2 separate regions of the Mus musculus genome follow, and region 1 is linked to region 2. A link is a contact called in public promoter capture Hi-C data. All regions are on one chromosome and are shown on one strand. The core of a region is the stretch at or near the end of the contact, and the rest is flanking DNA. Distances in the headings are between cores, read along the strand shown. Region 1 holds the start of Diablo (diablo, IAP-binding mitochondrial protein). Region 2 holds the start of Anapc7 (anaphase promoting complex subunit 7).

Evidence for each region. Capture Hi-C pulls out chosen DNA fragments and counts their contacts.
Region 1: a promoter capture Hi-C map of liver shows a contact between it and region 2, with 2.2 times the contacts expected there. The contact joins the promoter of Diablo here to the promoter of Anapc7 in region 2. A contact is called at or near these places in 1 of 484 Hi-C or Micro-C datasets (B cells) and 2 of 9 other capture datasets (liver and pancreatic islet).

What each region holds. Positions count from the first base shown.
Region 1 is chr5:123,522,395-123,525,975 of GRCm38.p6, reverse strand. It overlaps Diablo (diablo, IAP-binding mitochondrial protein), which reads left to right and starts at 1,812. Exons shown (of 6, transcript NM_023232.3): 1 at 1,812-1,905; 2 at 2,595-2,721. The coding sequence starts at 1,856. Mir7647 (microRNA 7647) reads left to right here and starts at 3,281; the gene lies at 3,281-3,339.
Region 2 is chr5:122,420,503-122,423,706 of GRCm38.p6, reverse strand. It overlaps Anapc7 (anaphase promoting complex subunit 7), which reads right to left and starts at 1,263. Exons shown (of 11, transcript NM_019805.4): 1 at 1,029-1,263. The coding sequence starts at 1,129.

The DNA of each region.
Region 1 (3,581 bases), core at 563-3,062, 1.1 Mb before region 2:
CCTTCTGGGCCTCACCTTTGTCGTTGAATTTAGAAGTGGCTATACTGGGAAAGTGCCTGGGCACTGAGTTTGCAAACTGCTAAACTTTGTAAATTAGGATCACGTGCTCTGGGGCTATCATCTATGGTTCTCACACACACACATATTCATGTTCACACTTGTCGTTCTTAAAACAGCAGCTTTTCCATTACTAAGATAGTCTTGGTGAATGTGTAGTGGTTCTGCCAGATCCCAGACTTAACTGGGCTGCTCTCAGTATTAGCAGTATTGGAAGTACAGCCTGTCTGTAGTATTTAGACAAGCAAGACAAGAAGGGGCTTGAAATACCCCCTAGTGTACCACTTGTTCAGCCCATTTGAGTCAGAAGTCCTGGAAACTGCTGATGCCTCATCCTGTAGGCTGTGGAGGTAATGCAGGCAGAGGGCGGGCAGGGCTGTTAATGCCCCGCCTGGTCTGGCATTGCCTGTGCGCAGCTCCCTGGGAGCTCAGAAACCACACAGAGATTGTAATTGGTCGCTAGACCACACCTAGTTGTTGAGTGCTCCAGCTGCCTGAAGACCTCTCAGCTCTGCCCAGATCTCTGGAGTGCGTACAAGTCTACTTTCACCATACCTGAGAGCGGCTGTGGAAGCTGTGGAGGTGGAAGAGTCGTGGAAACTTTGCCAAGTAAGTAAATTGGGAAGAGTGGGAAACTAGAGGCTGCCATTGATGGTAACTGCTAGGCAAGGCAGCAATGAATTTGAGCTAGCTTGTGACTCTTAGCATCTGAGGTGAAATTAGCTAAGGGCAGATGCATAAAGCATATCAAGAAAGATATGAGTGAAATCGAGTTAGTACCCATCACTTGACACCCTTCAATTTTAATCCTGACTGGCTATTAGGCAAGCATACTGGGGGCACACACAAGAAAAAATCCTTAAAATCTATCATCGACAAGGCCAGGGGAATGACGGAGGGAATGAGCAATGTCCTGCTGCTTCCCCTCCACTATGAGACAGGGCCATAGACAGGGCTGCGGCTTGAGTGAAGGGAAAATAAAACTGTCTTCCACTAGCCCATTAGCGGCACCAGCTCCATTAAAAATGCAAGAGATGGTGGGAAGAGAGGGCGGTTGGAGCCTAATACAGAGTCAGGACTGGAAAAGACCAGGCTCCTTCCCTTGTCTGAGTTCAAGTGCCAGTGAGAGTGGGGGGCAACTACTGCTTTAGACTTTCAGTGTAGGGGAGAATAGCACTTTGGGCTTCCTTGGCCTTGGAAGAGTACTGTTCATTGCGTGCAGCCTGTGCGTGCTCAGGCTCCCGGTCTCTGCAGGGCGATGCAGACCTCGTCCACCATCCACGTGCTGCAGTTGCTGCGGGAGCTGCTCGCCTTCGTGCTCCTCAGCTACACTGTGCTCATCGGGGCGCTCCTGCTGGCCGGCTGGACCACCTACTTCTTGGTGCTGAAGTGACAGCGCCCCGGCCCCGCCCTGCTCCGCCCCGCCCCACCGCGCCTCGCCGTGGCTCCGAGCTTCCCCTCCCTGGCCACACAGTCTCCCTTTCCAGGAGCGGCCCCGCCTCGCCTCGCCCCCCAGCCCGCTGCCCGCGTCACGGCGCGCGACCCGGCTTCAGCACCCGTGCACTGGAGCCTGCGGGGACCGGCGACGAAGTCGGAGCGGTTGGAAGCCAGGTGCGACCGTTAGAGCGGTTTCCTGGTGTCCCGGCCCCGCCCACTCCGTTTGTCCAATCGCAACCGCGTCCTCCTCTGGGGGCGTGACCATGAAGCTCCGGGCTCCTTGGGCCCCGCCTCGCTTGCGCTTCTGCTTGCTATGCTGCGTCACTTCCGGCGCGTGCGTCCGGCGTCGGTCCGCCGCGGGATGGCGGCTCTGAGAAGTTGGGTGACTCGGAGCGTCTGCTCTCTGTTCAGGTACGGCCGCGGTAGCAGAGGGCGGGCGGCGGCGGAGAGGAACCGGGAGCGCCGTGCCGGCCAGTGCGTCGGCCCCGGGCCGTGGTGCTGCCGCGTCCCGCCTTCTTCTGAAGTTAGAGGCGGGCCCCCGCCTTCGTCCCTCGTCCTCCATCAGGGACGGGCGCCTGAAAGTGGTTCTCCTCCCACGCATCCCGGGGGCTGGCTTTGGGGGGTCCCCAGGGACACTGAGGGACAGCCGGGCCACGGCGTTGGCTGGCAGCGCATTGTTAGAGAGAGCACGGGTCCCCGTAAACTCGGCCACCGGCGACAGCGGCTCGCTCCCGGGATTTGCTGGAGGCGACCATTGGCGACACCTGGAACCCAGGTCCCGGGGTCTAAAGCTGAATCCTGCGCACTCCGGAGAGTTTTACGTTGGCGTCAAGTTGCTAATCGGCTGCGGCGACTTTGAAACTTCTCCGCCTGGCGGGACGCTTCCACGCGCATTGACCTGTCGCTCGTGGAACTCAGATCGCATGCCCCTGACTCCCGAGTGCCGAGACTTAACTGGCCGTCCTGTGGTTTATTTTCTTAGAAGATTGCGGGCACTTCCTCATTTAGTCTCATTTACTGCTTGGTCCAAAACTCCTGCAGACCACAGAGCCTTTTACAGATTGATTTTGGGCTTTTTAAATTTTGACTTATGTTTCCAGGTACAGACAGCGTTTTCCTGTCTTGGCTAACTCTAAGAAACGCTGTTTCTCAGAATTGATAAAACCATGGCACAAAACTGTGTTGACTGGATTTGGCATGACACTGTGTGCGGTTCCTATTGCTCAGGTAAGGGACTGTCATGTGACTATTATATATAGGGTAAAGGGGCCAGGGAAAGAACGCCCGGACCCTGACTTGCCCCAGAGACTATTTCCAAGTCTTAGTGAACTCCTGAGCATTGGACAAGCTGCCACACTTTCATAGGTACCCCCTTCCATGATGCCATGTACTGTACTAAACCCGCATCTTCCGAGTGGAGCACGTTTCCCATTTTCTCATGTTATAGAAACAGTGTTCTTAACAGATTCTGCCCCCACTCCACCACCCCTGAAACTGAGCATCAGTTGAACTGGGAAGTAGACCGTTATTCTTGTACCAAAATCGAAGGGGCTAAATTTTGCACATGTGCTGCTTAACCTTTGAGGGTCCTGAGGTTAAAAATGCATTGTAAAAGAACTGAAGTGGGGAGGGTAGGCAGAAACGGGAGGAATAGCCATGTGTTTCCCAGCAGCCATCAGGCAGCTCTCACCTTGTTGTAACTCCAGTTCCAGAGAATCTGACACTCTCACACAGACACACTTGGAGGCATGCATATAAAACACCATTCATATAAATTAAAAGTATGAACTACCACCTCCTGGCCTTTTTTTTAAAAAGCACCAAAAGTCCAGGAGGTGGTAGTACACACTTTTAATTCCAGCACTTGGGAGGCAGAGGCAGACAGTTCTTTATGAGTTCAAGGCCAGCCTGGTCTACAGAGTGAGTTCTAGGACAGCCAGGGCCATTACACAGAGAAGACCTGTGTCAGAAAAGAAACAAAGTCAGCTGGTGATGTAATGTGAAGAAAAATATGGTGCAGTGGTGTGAGACAGCTTGGAGAAAGCTGACTGAGTGGCCTGGGTGAGGGAGAGGCCTTCAGCAGAAGG
Region 2 (3,204 bases), core at 14-2,513:
TGTTCTCCAGGGTGTGATCTTGGTCGACCTACTGGACCTCCCTGTAATAAACACATTTCCTTAGCATTTTTTTTTGTTTTGTTTTGTTTTGAGACAAGGTTTCTCTGTGTAGCCCTGGCTGTCCTGGAACTCACTCTGTACACCAGGCTGGCCTCGAACTCAGAAATCCGCCTGCCTCTGCCTCCCAAGTGCTGGGACTAAAGGCATGCGCCACCACTGCCCGGCTCAGGCAGCGGTTCTAAAGTGAAGCCACCGGTGCCAATGCTTGCTCTGAGAGCGCTCGGGCAGGAGGAGAAATTAGAGAAAAGGAATGACTAGGTTGACTTGCGGAGCCACGTCGAAGAGTGAGCAATGATGGGGAAATTTTTAAGCAAGGCCCTTACAGGCAATTCAAGCCTACAACTGTCCCGGGCTTCCTTTGAGACGCAGTAAACCCGGCTAGATAGAACTGTCACTCCATCGGTAGTGTTTTGCCTAGCACGCCTGAAATCCCTGGTTCGATCCCCAAGGTCCACACGCACACTGAGAGCATGGTGGGGGTGTAAAACACCAGTTAACCCCCCCCCCCCAGCTTCTGGGAGGCGTAGGCAGGAGGGTAAGAAGGTCAAGGTCTTCCTTGACTACACACACACACACACACAGCCTGGGGCAGGCTAGCCTGGGCTACAGGAGACCCCTGTTTGTAAACACAACCACACAAAACCAGTCACTCCCCGGCGGCAATGTCGGGCCTTACATTAGACTGCCAGGGTTCCTTTTAAATTAAAAAAAGGCGCCACCGCGCCCGCCACCGATGCTCTCAGTCTCGGAAAGTGGGGTCCCCTCCCTCCGCTGGGGTGGCACCCCCACGGCTGACACTCGGTGGACTGGGTCCCCGGGACTCAGGGGACTTCGTCGTTCTGGAAGGAGCCAGAACTCCGAGGCCACCGAGGCCGGATCCCGCGCAGCCCTCCGCGGGACCACACCGTCCCCCCGCCACCGCCAACCCCGGCTCCCGGGACCGCCACCTCCCCGCCTCTCCAACTCACGGGTTGTTGTTACTCATGGTGAGCAGCAGGCTGCTGAGGAGCCGCACGTTGGAGTGCAGTCCCGCAGCCGCCATGTCCCGCACGTGGTCTATCACACTCATCCTGCCCGGCAACACCGTGGCCCCCGGCGACACCGCGGCACCGGCAGCGGCGGACAGAACTCCCGGGAACCGAGAGCAGAGGCTCGGGGAAAGTTCCAAAATGGAGACGGCGCCGGGGTCCTTCCGGTCCAGACGCGGCTCCGCCCCCCGAAGATGGAGGTAGCCACGGACGTGCCTGAGTAAAAAGAAGCAGCGGCGAAAGGGTTTTCTCCATCATCATCATCTTCAAAGCCATCCCAGTAGGAATCGTAGTTTTGCTGCGCTAAAGACAGCCTGAGAGGAATGGATGCCTCGCGGAGGCTAGTAACAATGCACAGGAGTTCATCCTAAACACAGCGGAGGCGGAAAACGGACAGTTAAAAATTGAATTTTCGAATCAGGCGCGCAAGGGCTGGCTTTCTCCAACTACGGGAGCGTCCTAGGCGAAGGTGGCACGCCCCCCTCTCCTGGCGACTCTTGTCCCTGTCACTGGGAATAGATTCCTTGGTGCAAGGCATGGCTTGCCCGTCCAAGTGACCCGCTAGATCCAAGTGCGAAGAAAAGATAGTTACAGGGATGAGCTGGATCTCTGATCGCCCCACTGTCAACATCTCAAGCCTTTACGAACTCGTTACTGCATTGCATATTCACAAATCGCAATGCTGAAGCCATTTCCATAGAGGGAGAGAGCCGCCTCAGAAATTAAAACTGCATGCTCTTGCAGGGGAATTCGGTTCCTAGCACCTACCTGGTGGCTCACAACAGTCTGAAAGGCCAGCTCCAGGGCATCCGACTCCTTCCTCTGGCGTCTATGGGCACATACATGCATGTGGTGCACAGACATACACACTCAGGCATGCAGATACTCATAAAAATACATTGAAACAAACAAACAAACAAACAACAACAACTTGGATCTGGAGAGATGGCTCAGTGGTTAAGAGCACCGACTGCTATACCAGAGATCCTGAGTTCAATTCTCAGCAACCGCATGGTTGCTCAAAACCACATTTAATGGGATCTGATGCCCTCTTCTGGTGTGTCTGAAGAGAGCAATGGTGTACTCATATTCAATAAATAAATAACAACGTTGGCAGGGGGTGGTTTAATTCTAGCACTTGGGAGTTGGGCCGATCTCTGTGAGTTAAAGATTAGCCTGGTTTATAGGGTGAGTTCCAGGACAGCTAGGGATACGCAGAGAAACCCTGTTTGAAAACGCTTAAAACAAACAAACAAACAAACAAACAAATAAGTACTTTGAATTGTCAGTCCTTCTTTGCCGACAAGGAAACCAAAACTTTCAAATGTTGAAGCTGGGCAGCCTGAGAGTAAAACCACTTATCAGCAAGGCTAGTTTTGTAAATTCAATCCCCTGTGTGGGAGGAGAGACCTGACTCCTTCACGTTGTCCTCTGAGACAGCCGCATGTGCCTCTCACTCGCACAAAATAAATAACTACATGCAATTAAAATGTAAACAACTGAAGCTGTTTGCTTAAATTTGAGATTCAAGGCCATTTTTTAAAAAAGATTTAGTTATTTATTTTATGTATATGAGTATACACTGTAGCTGTCTTCAGACACACCAGAAGATAGCATCAGATACCTTTATAGTTGGTTGTGAGCCACCATGTGGTTGCTGAGAAATGAGTTCCGGACCTTGGAAGAACAGCCAGTGCTCTTAACCACTCAACCATCTCACTAGCCTATGACAAAGACATCTTGACCCCACGTGAGGAGTGGGTGTGGCAGCAGTCCCAAGAAGGTGCCCAGGACTGCAGCTAAGTCTTATGACTTGCACCTGACTTCCTCATACACCTGAAAATAAGCCACAACCTTCATGAGAGCTGCGCAGGTGCACCAGGATACTGGCGAATCCATTTTGGTGGAGACATGCCCCTGCTGCCCTGATTGGCTGAAGCTGCGTGCCTGGTGAGGTGATATGGCCTGCTGTGAGTGGATGGGGACTGAGAGTATATAAGAGTGAGAGGCCCGGGGTTAGAGAGAGAGAGATAAAGTTGGGAGAGAAAAAGATGAAGAGAGAGAGAGGGAGACTGAAGTTTGCTGAATAAACTGCTGTTAGAAGGACTGGTGGTCG